Regions from separate parts of the Anser cygnoides genome. Here region 2 is linked to region 1. Evidence: chromatin contacts called from public Hi-C data. All regions are on one chromosome and are shown on one strand. Each heading gives the region's core, a stretch centred on a gene start, on an enhancer-like site or on the middle of the called end of the contact. The rest is flanking DNA. Distances are from core to core; before and after follow the strand shown.

Region 1 (3,513 bases), core at 549-3,048:
TCCTACAGACTTGCAAACATAAAATAGGGTGCATTTTTACATGCCTGTTTGAATGATGAGCTCAATAACTTCCCTTTCTGGAGTCTGCAAGTTTTTTCACAGCCCAGAGCTGTTTTTGTTTTTGTTTTCCAGCAGACATGTTTCCTCCATAAAAAGGTGAAGGAAAGAGCTCCTTGAATTTGTCCTTGTGCTTCACACTCCTCTTTCCACAGACTCCTTGCCCCAAAGTGCTGTTGGCTGAGTCCCGGCAGTGGTGAGAGGACAACATGGTAAGGCCAAATCCACCCCACAAGACACAGGAATTCCTCCAGCAGGGAGAGCCCCTCTGAGCACAGCTATCTGGGAATGTTCAGCCTTCTGTCTGCATCCGGCTAAGATCTTTGTGTAGACTTTTATAATTTTATTTCTCATTAATTGTATGATAGCTTTCATAACATATTGTATCAGAAACATTTCACTACAATTTCTAGAGAAATACACACAGACATTCAGATAGAAAAAAATGATGATTTCTTCAGCATACCCAAAGTTTTATAAAGCCAGACCAGAGGAGTCGTTTCCAATTTTGAGCCTGGTTACCAGAGAGAGGGAAGTCATTACCTTGTAAATTATTTATTACTCTGTGGCTCCAAAAATAACTACCCAAGAATCCAAAATAAGAATGTAGAAACATCTACATGTCTAGTCTTTACTAGGCTCATGCACATGACAACTTTTTTTCATATAAATACTATGTATAATTTTATTAGAAAGAAATATTATTTTGATGTTAAGACATCAAGTTATAAGCAGAAGGATAATAAAGAGTTTGTTATTTTATTAATATTGGAAATATATTTAATGGAAACATTTGCAAGAGTGTGTAGTGATGGGAAAATACTGGTTGTTAATAAGTTTAACAGAATCATAAAGCTTGGAAAATGTTCTTTCAACACTGTGCCAGGTACATACAGGATTAGTCTTTCTTGCAAAGCTGAAATACTGACACACAGAAATTGCTATATGGTCAGGGTAAACCAGGAAAAGGATTGGAAAAGTGATTGTAAATGGAATTACAATAATCCCTGGAGTTATTGTTGGCATCACAGCTTGAGTAACGTTCTTCCGAGAAGTATTTCAGAGTTAATATGTTAAGCCCCAGAGAAGCAACAAAAGATGAGGTGGGGTCCAAGAATTTGTTAATTTCACATTAAAATCCGTATGTTTGTTCCTATTACACATTCCAATAACCATACAGGCCATTTTATTTATATATGAAATACTAAAATATGTATAAAATGATTGTGATTTTATGATGTATTCGTAACAACAAAGCTATTTTTTCTTATGCTGTTGGTAGTTGCTTTTGTTACACATCCTTTCGCTTGCGGACGAAAACGTTGGGTGGAAGAAATGAGTGGGAGGAATTATGAAGCTGCAGTTTAGGATCTGTTTTGGAGCTGGCCTGTAGAGCCGGCCACGAGCAGGGATAAGGGGGCACGAGGTACTGCAGGATAGGGTGGGTTTGTGTGTGTGGAAATGGGGAAAAAGCGGGATAAACGTGAGGGCTGTGCACGGCCTCTGCCTCCCAGCTCGGTCCTGTGAGGGCCGCGGGCGCCGCCAAGCGGAGCAGGCAACGCGGCCGCTCCCCTTCCTCCCCGCAGAGCCCACCCCCGCGGGCTGGGACGGGAGGCGGCGCCTCCGTTGCCTCACAGGCGGCGACGGAAAATGGCGGCGGGGGGCGGCGCGGAACTACAACTCCCGGCATGCCTCGCGCGGCCTTCCCCACCGCCCCCATAGGGACGCCATTACCGCTTTAGGCGCGCACCGCTAAACCGTCACAGGGGCGCGACGGCGAGGCGGGCGGGATGCGGCTGTCGGTGGCGGCGGCGATCTCTCACGGGCGCCTGTACCGGCGCCTGGGGTCGGGCCCCCGGTCCCGCGTCGACCTGCTGCGCAACCTGGTGACGGCGCTGGTGCGGCACGAGCGGCTCGAGGCGCCCTGGGCGCGCGCCGACGAGATGCGGGGCTACGCCGAGCGGGTGAGGGGGCGGGACGGGGCTGGGGGGGCACACACCGGGCGTTACCGGGCGATAACGGGCGCTGCTTCCCCTCAGCTCATCGACTACGCCAAGCGGGGGGACACTGACGAGCGAGCCATGCGCATGGCGAATTTCTGGCTGACGGTAGGCACCCCCCTTCATCCCCTTCCCCCCCGTTCCCCTCATCCTCTTCGTGTCCCCCCCGGTCCCTTCTGTGTCCCCCCCCAGTCCCAGAGCTGAACGTGCCTCCCCGCAGGAGAAGGACCTCATCCACAAGCTGTTCAAGGTGCTGGCGCCCCGCTTCCAGCCTCACCCCGGCAGCTACACCCGCCTGCTGCAGATCCCCAGCCGGGACGGCACGGACCGCGCCAAGATGGCAGTCATCGAGCTGAAGGGGAACCCCTACCCGCCGCTCATCCGCCCGCGCCGCGACAGCGAGAAGACGCTGCTCAACCAGCTGCTGAAGGGGTACAGGGAGGACAGCCGGCGGGAGGCAGCCCCGCGGCTGCCCGAGGGCACGCCGCTGTAGGCAGCCCCCTGTGCCCCAAGGGGCATCCCACAGATTTACGGGGATGGGGTTTGCCATAAGCTGCCCGCGCACTGTGCAGTGGGTTTGCCCTCTGGGAGGAGATGCCTCAGTGCTCTTCTGAAGCACGGGATCAAAAGATGTCCCAAGAGGTCGCAGGGCTTATTCCTAGCCTTAAATTGTCACAACAGCAGCACAAGCTTGAGGTTTACTTGCCCCTTCCTGTGCTTGCATACTCAGCAAGAGAAGGAAATCAAGCTGGGAGCCCTAATGATTGATATTCACTGTGTAAATAAACTATTTAGAAAGTGAGTTTGCTTTTATTTGAATTATATTCCTCTGCACATGCATTAATCTTCCCCCAAAACTGAGTTTATTACATCTTCTGGTCCTACACACTGGGATAGTGTCTCCGCTGTGATAGAACTGAAGTTCTCTAGAAGCCAGTGTGCAGGCCTTCAGGGCTGCAAATACAGTGAAAAATCAGCCTGGTTGTACTGTTGCAGCAGAGCTGAACACAAATTAGGATGGTACCACTGAAACAAGTTTTAAAAGCAGCAGTACCAATGAGACTTGGGTTATAAGGCTGGCAACATGGACAGGAATAAGTTGATACTCTTGAGCTTGGTAAGACACCTCAGCTACAGAGTTGCAAGAAATCTCTGTATTGTTCTCTTAGAGCAAAAAAGAGATAGTGGCAGAACTTCTTCAGAGAATAATGCAAATGCAGATATGAAACTTAAAGTGCTGGCTTTACCTTTGATTCGTACTTGACAGTTGTAGCTGCAGCTTATGAGTGTAAAAAAAAAATACATTTTTCCAGAGACTGAACAAGACAGGTCATCAACTGTAAGGAGTGCAATTGCACTGCTCGCAGTTGATGACCTACGGTCTTGTTCAAACAGGTACTTTATCCTTAATGGACAATATGAACCAACTGCTGTTGCTGCATAACTTCTACATTAT
Region 2 (3,298 bases), core at 600-3,099, 160 kb before region 1:
AGGTTAGGCCTAAATTAGCGAGGGAGCAATATCTGATCATTTTCTTGCTAAAAAATAAAAAAAAATAATGAGGGCAGATAAGTATTAAGAAACCATTGATTGACTCGTTTTCTAATAATCCTCACTTAAAATTAACCCTAGTTAATATTCTGCAGTGGTTCTTTTCAAAATCTGAAGGGACCATTCCCAGATGGGAATGTTTACCTGTTTCTATGTTTAGGGTATGTAAATGTACACGTGCAAATATTTGATGAGTAGACTAGATTTTGTGAGAAATGGGGATCCCACTATAGGTAGGTTTTGTGTATTAGCCTGATACACTTCTTGTATAATATTGTATATTTACACTTTTATTTATATAAATAAAATTTCTTCTAATGAAAACTGTTTAAAATGCCTTGTATATTATAAACAGTGAGTGCAATAACATGAAATAGATTGTACATTTTCCAATTTGCTGTCTCTGTTATGTAAATCTGTATCGCCATAAACTGTTTTGTTTGGGTTTTTTAGTGATTTTGAAAATAAATGGTATCCTTAGTACTCCTCCAGGTATTTTATTTCTGTTACACCAAAGTCTGGCTGGTCCACGGCTGTAGGTGACATCGAAGAGATGACGCTGTCCTGGAGAGCACAAGGACCCAAGCATTAGTGCTGTCAGGATGGGCATCTAAGCTAGAAGTAAAATACTGCCCTTTAAGAACTGTCGTTCAGTGTAAAAAGAGTTAAGGCACTTATGAAGTGTTAAAATGTGTTTTCTAGGACCTGCTATGGTATCTTGGAAAGATGTGTTTTTTTTTTTTTTTCCTGCCCCTTAGCAAGGAAAATGCAGATGGCAAAGGTGTAATGCAGTTTTCCTTAGGAGCAAGCCTCTCAACCTCCTGCCAAGCAACTGGGCTATAGGGGGACGGGCTGTATGTACAAGAGAAAATGTATATACAGCTAGTCCTGGCCTGGTATTTGCTGTTGTCTCCAACCTTCCCTGAGGGTAAGCTCCCCTCCAAAACCCCAGTATGCTGGTGGTGTGCACTGGGTTGGATGTAACCTCTGTGTGCTGCATGGAGCTGCAGCAGCACTCATGGCAGGAGGTAAGGCCATAACCCCTGAACTGGGAACATTGGCATCCACCTTTCTACAGACACAGCCATCTTCGCTGCCACTGCAGTGTGGCTCCCAGAAGGATGAGTTGGCCTGGAAAGCACTGTCCAGATGTCCTCCTCAGGAGCTACTTCGACACGGGGAATGCCAGTGGCGCCCCAAACCAGCGCTGCCTGTAGGTGCCCGGACATGTCAGCTAGTTGCTGCGAGGTAGGCTGAGCCGGGGGAAGGAAATGGTGGGTTAGGCATTTATATCCTCCTCACAGGCCTTCCTGAGTCGCTGTGCATTGCTCCGTGTTTTGAGCGCTGGGTTGGGCGCTCGCAGCAGCTGCATGGCTGGAAACTCCCGGCTGGCTCGCCCCCCCAGCCCTGCCCTCTTACTCGCGTGCCTCTGCTCGGTGCTCGCCCACCTCCCTCCTGCCGAGCCTTGGTAGCTTCACACCAGTTCCTGTGGTGCACAGTGCTGCCGAAAGGGCTGGTGGGCCTTTCTGAGAGGGGAGGAAGGCAATTGCTCCCCCTGCTCCAAAGGCATCGCCCTCGTCTTTAGGCTCACGCCCCACAGGCTGCCGCGTTTACTTTTGGTTTCTTTTCCACCTGCTACACCAGAAGGGTGCGAGAGTGAACAAGAGTCACGTGCAGAGGGAAAAGTCCCGGCTCTTGTGCTGAATCACCCTGCAAAAAAAGGTGGTGCCTTGGCTTCCAAGCTGCCCCGAGCCCCTTTCCTAGACAAAGGCAGCCCTCTTGTCTGTCCTTCTCCCATGTCCTCCTAACATAAGGCTGGGTATCCATAGGGTCAAGCCTCAGAGCAGCCTGGCTTTGGTAGGATGAGTCTTCAAAACCATTAATTAAAATCTTAATTGCCCCAGACAGTGGCTCATTACAGAGAAATACAGCAGAGACTAGACACGATGGACTTAATCCATAAATGGGTTAGCACTTGGGACATCATTTATGCCCTAAGCTATGTACAACGGTAGAAAGTTAGGTTTTGGTTTTATCCACCCCAAGTATGTTTCAGAGACTTTTTTTTTAATTTTTTTCTGAAAGCCTGGGGGTATTGGTCCATGGGGGAAATTAGCACAAAAAGGAGGAGGACTTTACATTTTGGGTCACAACTTTTTTTTGATTCCCATATCACTACCATACAGGGCTGAGATCTAAATGAGATAAGTAGAGGCATTGACTTTTTTGCACTCAAGTTTATCATCCTGCCTGAAAAGTTCTGGTTTATTTACGATTTCTGATGTCTTTGCTGCTCTCCTGGTCTGTTAACATCTCTCACCCTGACTTAGGGTCCACTTGCCTCTGGTGTGGTCATTTATGGACCTGTCTAGATTTCTGGGATTCTGTCAAAATCTGTGAGGGGGAGCAAAACCACCCCGAGCTCTGCTGCCGGTTGCCAGGTGTCATGTCCTCTCTGCACCACCAGCCCCTTGCCTTGTCCTGGGAGCTTCAGACCTTTGGTCCAGAAGTTTTGGTGCTTTTTTTTTTTTTTCTTCCTATACACTCTCAGGTCATATAAGTGCTCTCACATCACCTCCATCCTGTGTCCAGCAGCTCTGCCCCAATGGGTGCATGGGAAACAAGGGATGCGGTGTTATCTGGGGCCGGTCCCTGCTGTTTCTGGTAAAGGAGTTTACGTGGGATCTTCTCACCAAGGAGCACTGCTGAATGCAGAGGGCCATCACCTGCCCTGGCAAAAGGAGCTGTGGCCCATTTCAGACTTCTCCTTTAGAGGGAAAGCCAGCCAAGTCTTGCCCTTTCTGTGCAGTCATGTGTTCCTCAAAGCACTTGACTCAGCTAAAAGATTTCACAAATTAATCACAATTAAGAAAATTTCTAAAATGTTTTTTTTTTTCCCCCTTTAAAAAATGTAAAATCCTTCCCAACAAACTTCCTGATGTAAATAACCATCTTCTTCCCAAACAGGGGGTTGCCCTTCTGCCCTGCATTGTGCAAAGCTGTGACTGGAACGATGTTTTCCATTAGTCAGGGTATTTTCTGAAGTTAATCAGCAATAAAACCAGAACCTTCTTGCCTGTCATCTGCTAGTTCCGCGTACGCTAGCCTTACCTCCCTGGGCAGCTGAATCAGGCTGGTATCTCTGCGCTGAGCAAACAAGCTCCATGAAGCTGGAGTTCCTGCAGTTTTTCCCTACCTGGTGAAACGATTTCCTCGACGTGCTGCCTGCCCTGACACA

What was found. A called contact is a pair of places that touch in the nucleus more often than the background predicts.
Region 2: a contact with region 1 is called in a Hi-C map of liver, with 1.8 times the contacts expected there. The contact joins the promoter of SUB1 here to the promoter of MRPL17 in region 1. A contact is called at or near these places in 2 of 7 Hi-C or Micro-C datasets (granulosa cells and liver).

The regions. Positions count from the first base shown.
Region 1 is chrZ:64,628,973-64,632,485 of Taihu_goose_T2T_genome, reverse strand. It overlaps MRPL17 (mitochondrial ribosomal protein L17), which reads left to right and starts at 1,798. Exons shown (of 3, transcript XM_048052283.2): 1 at 1,798-2,021; 2 at 2,097-2,165; 3 at 2,278-2,859. The coding sequence starts at 1,848. The coding sequence ends at 2,550. ARHGEF39 (Rho guanine nucleotide exchange factor 39) reads right to left here. Exons shown (of 11, transcript XM_048052280.2): 11 at 2,848-3,513. It overlaps CCBE1 (collagen and calcium binding EGF domains 1), which reads left to right. Exons shown (of 10, transcript XM_066989111.1): 10 at 1-1,330.
Region 2 is chrZ:64,791,869-64,795,166 of Taihu_goose_T2T_genome, reverse strand. SUB1 (SUB1 regulator of transcription) reads right to left here and starts at 1,849. Exons shown (of 5, transcript XM_066988328.1): 1 at 1,846-1,849. PDZD2 (PDZ domain containing 2) reads left to right here. Exons shown (of 22, transcript XM_066988321.1): 22 at 1-543.